Regions from separate parts of the Sus scrofa genome. Here all the other regions are linked to region 2. Evidence: chromatin contacts called from public HiChIP or PLAC-seq data. All regions are on one chromosome and are shown on one strand. Each heading gives the region's core, a stretch centred on a gene start, on an enhancer-like site or on the middle of the called end of the contact. The rest is flanking DNA. Distances are from core to core; before and after follow the strand shown. Region 1 overlaps JMJD1C (probable JmjC domain-containing histone demethylation protein 2C). Region 2 overlaps REEP3 (receptor expression-enhancing protein 3). Region 3 overlaps JMJD1C (probable JmjC domain-containing histone demethylation protein 2C).

Region 1 (2,998 bases), core at 357-2,856, 340 kb after region 2:
TCATGGATGCTAGTCAGATTCATTTCTGCTGAGCCAAGATGGAAATTCCCCATCTCAATAGCTTTAGTTACAAAATTTCAATACCGGGTATGGTTTTTGGTTTTTTGTTTTTTTGTTTTGTCTTTTTGCCATTTCTTGGGCCGCTCTCGCGGCATATGGAGGTTCCCAGGCTGGGGGGTCCAATCGGAGCTGTAGCCGCCAGCCTACGCCAGAGCCACAGCAACTCGGGACCTGAGCCACATCTGTGACCTACACCACAGCTCACAGCAACGCCATATCCTTAACCCACTGAGCGAGGACAGGGATCGAACCCAAAACCTCATGGTTCCTGATCGGATTCGTTAACCACTGTGCCATGATAGGGACTCCTTTCTTTTTTTTTTTTTTTTTTTCTGGTACTGGTTTTTTAAATCACACCTATACTGGTCTATAAAGTATTGGCAATGCTGCCTTAATAGCAGTTCATACTCCTTCCTCTCAAATAAATAAAGCCTTGAAAACAGTAGATTATAGTAAATTTTGTACAAGTCAGTTGTGACATCCATGTGATTGTGTGATTTTTCTAGGCAAGTTCCCATCTTCTTCATGCCACTTAAATCTCTAGAATAAGAGTGTTAATCTTATTATAATAATTGTAATAAAGGTGGGTGTTGATACTAGAGAAGACTTAGGGCTGCAGAAAAATAAAACCATTCAAAAATTTGGAGGACTTTCATGTCGGGTAGGAAAGCTATTAGGCTTGTGTTGACTCCAAACAGTTAAGCTTGGATCTGTGTATGGAAGTTAAAGTGAGAAAAATGTTAAAAGAACTTGATACTTGTCAGAACAGTCTGGAAAAGATAATGGTTTTCCTTGGGAAAGTTTTATGTTTTGCCTGTTAGACTATTCTGTTACCTGTTGTGTCTTCAGTTTAGAGTCTGAACTCTCCATGGTATTTTCTATTACTAAAATAATGAGATTAACTAAGTATGCAGTGTATTATTAAGTGGATAGAGAAAAGGGATTTCTAGAAAATTTCTTTACAAAAAGGAAGACGTATCATGTGCTTTCTTCCCCCTAAAATACAGACTTAACCTGCTTTTTGTATAACACTTTTCCATACACTTTAGTATTACTTTATGCTATAAAGCAGCATTTCTATATATTTTCCAAGAAACATAGTTGATAATTTTAAAGGTCTTTACTTCTGTTTGTTGATGTTCACCAGGCATAAATGAAATGTCAGAGTATTTACCACAATGTTATTTCATAAATACAGAGTAGTCCCTTAACACAGTAAGGGGATGAGAAGAAAAGTGCTTTATTTACTTGGGTAAACTTTAGGGCAGAAGAGTGAAGTATTTCCTGCTTGATAGAGATTCTTTGTACTCGTCAGCCACCTTTTGCCTTTTCTAAATTAAATTGCCAAATTATTTTTATTTGCCAGGTAAAAGTCCCTTCATTTAGCTCCTTCTGTTCACTGGTTTCCATGATCTGCTAGTCCACTTTTAAAAGGGCCGCCAAATTGACAGTGCTGCTTTGTTGTTCTTCCCAGCTCTACTCTAGGGCTCCTGCCGCTGATCTCAAATGCAGGAGCAGCAGAGGTGCTTTGAGAGAGAGAGAACAGAATGTCAAAGAGTCCAGCGGGGGACCAGCAGATTGTGGGAAACCATGTGACTGTGTGATTCACATCTCCAAGGAGAGAGAACCGGTTGTTTCTGTGTCTAGATCCACCCTGTTATGAGGATAATACCATCAATAATGTAATTTTAATTGCCTGGATGCTTTGACAGTGGCTTGAAAGAATAAAACTTAGCAGTGAAGTTACTGGTCAGATGAGTTCAAGTACAACTTAATTTGATGACATTTAAATCAAAATCGTGGATTATAACGTGTAGTTTACAGCTGATATTTTAGGCATTATGGGGAGAGGTATCTCATCTTTGTGTATATATGTATTGTCACTAAAATATTCACCTAGATTCTTTGGCTTCCAACCTTAGATGACCTGAAGCTCTTTCTTTGGTTTGTATATTGCTTCTAACAGTAAAACTCTTTAAAAGGTGACTTGTATAAGACTTAAAGTTAGAAAACACATTTGTAAATTTCAAATTTTGTCTTAAGACATTGTCAAAGATCAAATCTTACCATGGGTTAATTTCTTAGGCTCTGTTGTTATTGCTAATGAACTATAACTTCTAAGTTTGCATTTTTGCATACACTTAGATCAAGGAATTTTCTTCAGTCCTTAGAACATATAGGAGAGAAAGTTGATAACATTTATGATAGGACAGCGTAACATGGACCTTTTTTTTAATCTATAATTCTAGGACGACATAGACAGCCTAAACCCAGTTCTCAGGGACAACCCGCAACTTCAGGAAGAAGTGAAAGTCTGGGTAAAGGAACAAAAGGTTCAGGAGATTTTTATGCAAGGTAACTATTGTGAAGTTATGCATTAATAATTTTTTTTTTTGAAACTGGGCAATTTCTCATGTTTGATTTTGGTTGTTCAGTTACATGCAATATAAATAGAAGACCCAGTCTAATATTTTGAGTTATATACAGTCCAGGGAAAGTAATAGCAAAATTAGAATAATTTCAATAGGAAGTTGACAACTTCACCAGCTTTCTAACTAATTTGAGCTAAATGCCTGGAATGAAATTAACCACACAGGTGTTTTGTTGATGGGAAAATTTCCACATTACAGAATGCTTTAGGCGTGTCCTTCCTGGAGAAGGAATCATTGTTTGCTGTGGAGGGTTGCCCAAAGCCACAGTTAATTTCCTATGAAGAATGCTGTTGGTATTTGATAAAAGTGGCCTGTTTCAGTTTGCCTTCCTCAGCAGTGACCGCAATACTAGTCTTAATTTTGTTTCCCTTTTTTTTTTTTTCAGTAAGTTATAAGTTTGTTTTCAAACCACTAAGATTTTTGATGCTTAGGGATTTCTTTTCCTGTCAGTAAAATCATATATTATAAATGTAAACTTTTCGTGAAATTGGGCTGAAACTGGGACA
Region 2 (3,206 bases), core at 35-2,534:
TTTTTTTTTTTTGGTCATTTCTTGGGCCGCTTCTGCGGCATATGGAGGTTCCCAGGCTAGGGGTCGAATCAGAGCCATAGCCACCAGCCTACACCACAGCCACAGCAACACCAGATCCGAGCCGCATCTGCAACCTACACCACAGCTCATGGCAACGCCAGATCCTTAACCCACTGAGCAGGGCCAGGGATCGAACCCGCAACCTCATGGTTCCTGGTCGGATTCGTTAACCACTGAGCCACAACGGGAACTCCACCTATAGGCTCTTCTACCCAGAAGTTCCATGCAGAATGCCCCTGCTGTCTACCCATCCTAAGCGCTCAGAGCTATCTGGACACTGACCACTAGATGAAAATTCTCTCCCTTCCCAAGGTGGAAGTGCCCTTAGATTCTTCTCTGAAAGAGCAAATCTAAATCTGCCTCCTACAGAGAGAAAGTAAGAACAGAAATTATATTCAAACATCATCAGCACTGGCAAAAACATGCCCAATTGTTTCTAATAATTTATTCTTCTTAAGAAGAATATAATAAAACTCAAGTGTTAGATATTCATTTAAAAGATGCTGTTGGAAACCTTTGGAAGTTAATATAATATTTTTAAATGAAACTACTTAATTCAATCTATTTCTGTGACTTTTCAAGACATTTTGACAATTTTTCTTTTTTTACCTGTAGAGTTTGGATCTGTGATTTTAAAAAAGGAATCAGTCTATATCTAGTCTGATAACCAAGAGATAGATAAAATTTCATATACTTATGTAATTCAATATATTTTAAATTTTTATGGTTTTTCAAAAGAACATCTTTTTACAATCTATTACCTTTCTGAAGTAAAATCTCTCTCATGAGCTTTTAAAATTAGACAAAGTTTTCAGAAAGATTTTTTTTTCTTACTTAGCTAAAATCTTTGGGAACAGCTCTAGCTTTTATATTTTTAGGAGGACCTTTCACAGTGTGACGGCAATCTGGCTGACAATCTGATTATTACAGCTGTAGTTGGTGAGGCACTATATTTCCAAAATTACATAATGGAAGGATGATGTACATATCTGCACATCCCAAAGGTAGATCCTTGTGTAAAGGGGAAACTTCTCTGCTTAAATAATGTAAACTTTAGCTGAAAAGGAAAAGAAAAAGACAGATTAGGTATATCTTACATTATTAGAAAACATTCACTTTTTTTTTTTTTTTTGGCTTAGGGCCGAATTCACAGAATATGGAAGTTCCTAGGCCAGGGGTCAAATTGGAGCTACAGCTGCCAGCCACAGCCACAGCCACAGCAACGCTGGGTGGAGCCACATCTTGGACCTATTCCACAGCTCCCCGCAACACCAGATCCTTAACCCACTGAAGGAGGCAAGGGATCAAATCTGTAACCTCATGGTTACTAGTCAGATTGGTTTGCACTGAGCCACAACGGGAACTCCGAAAACATTTCATTTTTAAATAAAAAAATTATTCTAAAATTTTAGAAGGAATTACGTTAGGCATTCATTTAAAGCCCCTCAATTATATTATCTTAATTTGGCACTTAAGTTTAGCATTACTTGGTTAAATATTTTCTTGTTTCTCATTTTGTCAACCCTTTTTCTACTCTTCTACGGCAGCAATTTCAAGTGTTTATATTATGAGACTTATTATCAGGAACAACTGTTAGATACTGTAATTCTCTTGAGTTTGTTCTTATTTTTATTTCTGCGTTTTATTGCCTTAGTCATCCTATTTTCTTTACAGGTTCCTTGAATTTTGATATTTTTCTTACTTTGTGAGTTGAATTTCATTTTTTTCCTTCCTGTTCAAATACATGCAATAACATGAATTATAACATGCATTACTGTCATATTTATGTTTGAATTTGTCTAGTACTGCACTTTTGACTTTCTCTTGTACTCAGTTATTCTTTTTCCCTTTTGGAACTTATTGAAGGTTTTCTTTAAAGTAGTGAGGTTATGGTTTCTGAAAAGATACAGGCGAGGGAGTGGAGGTCCTGGGGGCGGCGGTGCAGAACATTGGCTGCCTCTGAACACAATTCTCCCACAGTGAGGGTGGTGGCAATTAAATTTTTTGGTTGCTGTAGCTTTTACGATTTTAAGTTGTTCCATCACTAGGGATTAGGGTGGAGGTGGCTAGGCCTCTCTCCAATTTACTACTTAACAACATTTCCTTTAATGGAAACAACAGTTTCTGTCCCTGTTTTTTAAAATCTATTTCCATTGGCACTAGAGTTGGTAAAATTCTTCATAGATATTAGCAAAACCCTGACTTAGCCGCTTAGGTTTACATGTTACCATTAGAATTTTTTTTCTCTGTATGTATGTTTTACAAAGAATTTGCAGTGGAAGCTAGAAAAGGACAAGACAGACAGCTGCAGTTGGCTAGCTACAGCTTAGCAGAAAAACTGTGGGAATGCTTTCAATTTATTTCCAAATATCAAGGGGTACTCAAATTATTCACATTTTTAAATTTTAGAAGGAACTGGTTAGGCTTTTGTTTAACACATCCCTCCCCCAATTATATAGTCTAAATTCAAATTTAAGTGGATCTTGTTTCCTAAAGTGGATCTACTGTAATGTGATCCTGAAATGATCATGAAGAAATTGTTTTTAGAAGAAATAAGAGTATAAATCACTTGATAATAATAGCAGCAGTGGGAGTTCCTGTCGTGGCTCTGTGGTTAAGGAATCCGACTAGGAACCATGAGGTTGCGGGTTCCATCCCTGGCCTTGCTTAGTGGGTTAAGGATCCTGCGTTGCCGTGAGCTGTGGTATAGGTCGCAGACACGGCTCGGATCCCACGTTGCTGTGGCTCTTGCGTAGGCCGACGGCTACAGCTCCAATTCAACCCCTAGCCTGGGAACCTCCATATAGCGCAGAAGCAGCCCAAGAAAATGGCAAAAAGACAAATAATAATAATAATAGCAGCAGTTACTTCAAGCAGTGAAGTTACATACTAATCTGCATCATATATAACATAAGGAAATCTGACATGACAAAAATTATGTTTATAAAGCATATGTGCCACCTACTTTACTGAATAAATGTAAGTAGATTCACTTCATTAAAGGATAATGAACTATTCTGACTTTTTTTAACTATCCCAAGTAGAAACTGTGATTTTATCAAAACTTGGTTTACAAGCAACTATAACTCAAGATAAGATACACATGTATTCACTGCATGTCAGCAAAAATTAAATTTAAAAATTTT
Region 3 (2,796 bases), core at 7-2,506, 310 kb after region 2:
ACCCATGACATATAGAGGTTCCCAGGATAGGGATCTAATCAGAGCTACAGCTGCTGGCCTACAGCAGAGCCACAGCAACGCCAGATCCGAGCTGTGTCTGCGACCTACACCACAGCTCACGGCAATGCCAGATCCTTAACCCACTGAGTGAGGCCAGGGATCGAACCCACAACCTCTTGGTTCGTAGTCAGACTTGTTTCCGCTGCACCTCAACAGGAATTCCATATGCGCCTTTTTTTTAACAATCCATCTTGTTTTCTCTGAAACACTCAACATTCTTTTCTGCAGTGGTGCTAGAGAAACTTTTTCAGTATCAGTATAATTCATAGTCAATGTGTCTTTATGGTGGCGTTTGTAGAATATGTCTTTTTGAGTAGTATTTCTTCTTCCCTCTTCTATTTTTTAAGAAGTATATTTAGATAAGATTACATTTGTTTTCTTAAACTATTACTTTAAGAAAATGGTATTAGAAAAGATGCAGAACCCTACTGTGGTATTACTCTTCACAGCATATCCATTTTTCCACAGGGAAAGTCATAAGCTCTGCTTGCTGTTGATAGTTATTTCATCTCAAAAAGTATAAGTGATATTCAGCAAGTTATAGAATTGTTTTTCTTTCTTTGGCTCTGGAGAGGACATGATAATGTAGTACTGAAGTTTGGAAGTCTTCTAAGCATTGAAAAAAAAGAGTTGGACTACATGACTTTTGAAGTTTCTAACATTTAGAGCCGTAATTCTGTGAACTTGCTCAAGGTGGAAGAGCAACCATTTCTGACCAACATTAACCTAATCAAGTCAATCCCTGTCTAATGATTTTTAGTCTCAGAGATAAGAGACATTCAACTGAAATCCATCTCAAAAGAGAAGTATTGAGCCAGACAGTGCCAGAGGCAAATTGAAATTATGCAAAATTAGAATAACAGGATTGTTTGGGTTAGTAGTACTCACTGAAACCTTTATATTCTGTATTTTTCTGTATCTATTCCTGAATTATATTTTGACAGAATTTGAGCACATTCTCAATTAGTCCCTGAGTTTTATATGCATTTTCCTTTTCCATTTCACTTTGCCTTCACATTAGCATTTGACTGAAATTTAGAGGTGCTTTATTGCCATAATGTCAGTAAAAATGAGAACTGTGAAATTATAGGATATACACTGTGCCAAGAGTATAAAAAACACAAGATCATAGCCATAGCTGTGAACTGATTGCTGGTGGATTATTGGCTTGGTAGGATCAGCATCTGTGGGCAGGCATTGGCCTGGGGGTGGTCTAGGAGAGGAGGCCAAAGCAGGAAGCTGCTATTGTGTAGTGCTTGGCTTTATTCCATTTCTAGTCAGAAGTGACAGCTTGCAGTAGTGGAGCCAAGTTGAAGCCTAGAAAGTAGGATGGACCATAAGAAAAAGGGAACCAGAAGCTAAAACAGAATCATTATACTTCCTTATTTAAGTAGGCTTTTTAAAATTTTCAGATTGGTACATCATGTTTTAATATTCAGTAATTTTGCTCTGCATTCTGTTTACATACTCCTTTTTTCTCTCGTTTGATTTTATATTACCACAGTTTCAAAAATAGTTATGAATTGTGCTTATTAAGATACCACACATCAGGTATGCTCTATGTATTATGTGCTGCTATTAAAAAGGGAGTATTTCATTTGTAAAAACTGGTTGCAAAACTTGATGTGATGAAAATGTATTCATGAAGTCCAGGAACATGTTATTTTGCCTGAAATTTGGCCCAAGTGTGAGCTGTTCTGCAATATTCAGATTAAAAACATTTATAAGTCACGGTCTGCAGTAGTTCTCTCCTGGTCCCAAATCTGCTATGATCATATGCTGAAAAATCTGCCAGTCTCTTTTTAATTTTTTGTGGCTGCTGTTATGAATTTAAAGTATGTGAAATTATGCTTGTAGAATCAGATTCCAAGGATTCTAAGCCACCACTTAGCTACTTACCATTGAGAAAGATTTTTCTGGTTTCTTTCTGCCAATCAAAATAAGTTGGTACTATTTATTTATTCCTTTTGTCCAACTGCGAATTCTTACTAAAGCACAGACATGTTATCTAAAATCTCTAAATTGAAATTTTCTTTGTGTGTTAACATTTTGTACTTATAAGGTTCATCATTTTCCAGAATGTTTCCATTTGTATTATTTTAGTTCTTATGTTTACCTTCTGAGGAAAATAGATTACATTATCTTTATTTTGTGTAATGCTCTAAGGGTATATATATATTTTTATTCTACACAAGTCTTTGAGAGGCTACAATGAATAGGTAGCAGAAATGGAAACTCACTTAAACTAGATTTAATTTTTTAAAAAGAGGTGGGGATATAAAGATACAGCAGGGATATAAAGATACATTTGTTCCAGAAAAGTACAGCTGAACCTTATTTAAAATGGAATTAGGAACTAGAAAGTCAGTAACTCAAGTCACTTATTCCTTCTTCCACCCTTCCTCAGTCACTTTTCTGCAGGCAGGTTTCTTCTGCTTACTCATAGTTTTGCTTCTCATAATACTAGTTTCCATGTGACTTTTGTATGTCAGTGTCAATTTGCCCACCCACTCCCTCTCCTTTAGAGGACCTTTTAAATCTAATATTTGTGTTTCTTGGTAAAATTAGAGGTAGGAGTGTAGGAGAATGAAAAGCTGAAAGAAAAAGAAGGAAAAAATGTGAGGAAGGGAGAGAATATGTAATGGCAATTTTTATGGGCAAAGAAAGTGAGATTTAGGTAAGTTGTAATGTTGCACCTAAGTTCACCCAGATAGTAGGTAGCCTAAATAGAACTTG

The links. HiChIP or PLAC-seq counts read pairs in DNA pulled down with a chosen protein or histone mark.
Region 1: an H3K27ac HiChIP or PLAC-seq map of alveolar macrophages shows a contact between it and region 2. The contact joins two enhancer-like sites. A contact is called at or near these places in 1 of 47 Hi-C or Micro-C datasets (embryonic fibroblasts) and 1 of 2 datasets of contacts at active chromatin or transcription factors (alveolar macrophages).
Region 3: a contact with region 2 is called in an H3K27ac HiChIP or PLAC-seq map of alveolar macrophages. The contact joins two enhancer-like sites. A contact is called at or near these places in 1 of 47 Hi-C or Micro-C datasets (embryonic fibroblasts) and 2 of 2 datasets of contacts at active chromatin or transcription factors (alveolar macrophages and skeletal muscle).

Annotation. Positions count from the first base shown.
Region 1 is chr14:66,689,294-66,692,291 of Sscrofa11.1, reverse strand. JMJD1C (probable JmjC domain-containing histone demethylation protein 2C) reads left to right here. Exons shown (of 26, transcript XM_021073644.1): 4 at 2,310-2,415. The coding sequence starts at 2,409. Among named protein-coding and RNA genes, the nearest start is that of NRBF2, 100 kb to the right of the region's middle. Within about 2 kb of position 1,606, at least 10 of the 83 cell types and tissues checked have an H3K27ac peak or open chromatin away from gene starts, as enhancers often do. A contact at or near this core is called in alveolar macrophages, where this site is marked.
Region 2 is chr14:67,023,964-67,027,169 of Sscrofa11.1, reverse strand. All of the region lies in intron 2 of REEP3 (receptor expression-enhancing protein 3), which reads right to left. Among named protein-coding and RNA genes, the nearest start is that of JMJD1C, 59 kb to the right of the region's middle. Within about 2 kb of position 1,284, at least 4 of the 83 cell types and tissues checked have an H3K27ac peak or open chromatin away from gene starts, as enhancers often do. A contact at or near this core is called in alveolar macrophages, where this site is marked.
Region 3 is chr14:66,714,446-66,717,241 of Sscrofa11.1, reverse strand. The region is part of intron 3 of JMJD1C (probable JmjC domain-containing histone demethylation protein 2C); the gene reads left to right. Among named protein-coding and RNA genes, the nearest start is that of MIR1296, 100 kb to the left of the region's middle. Within about 2 kb of position 1,256, at least 11 of the 83 cell types and tissues checked have an H3K27ac peak or open chromatin away from gene starts, as enhancers often do. A contact at or near this core is called in alveolar macrophages, where this site is marked.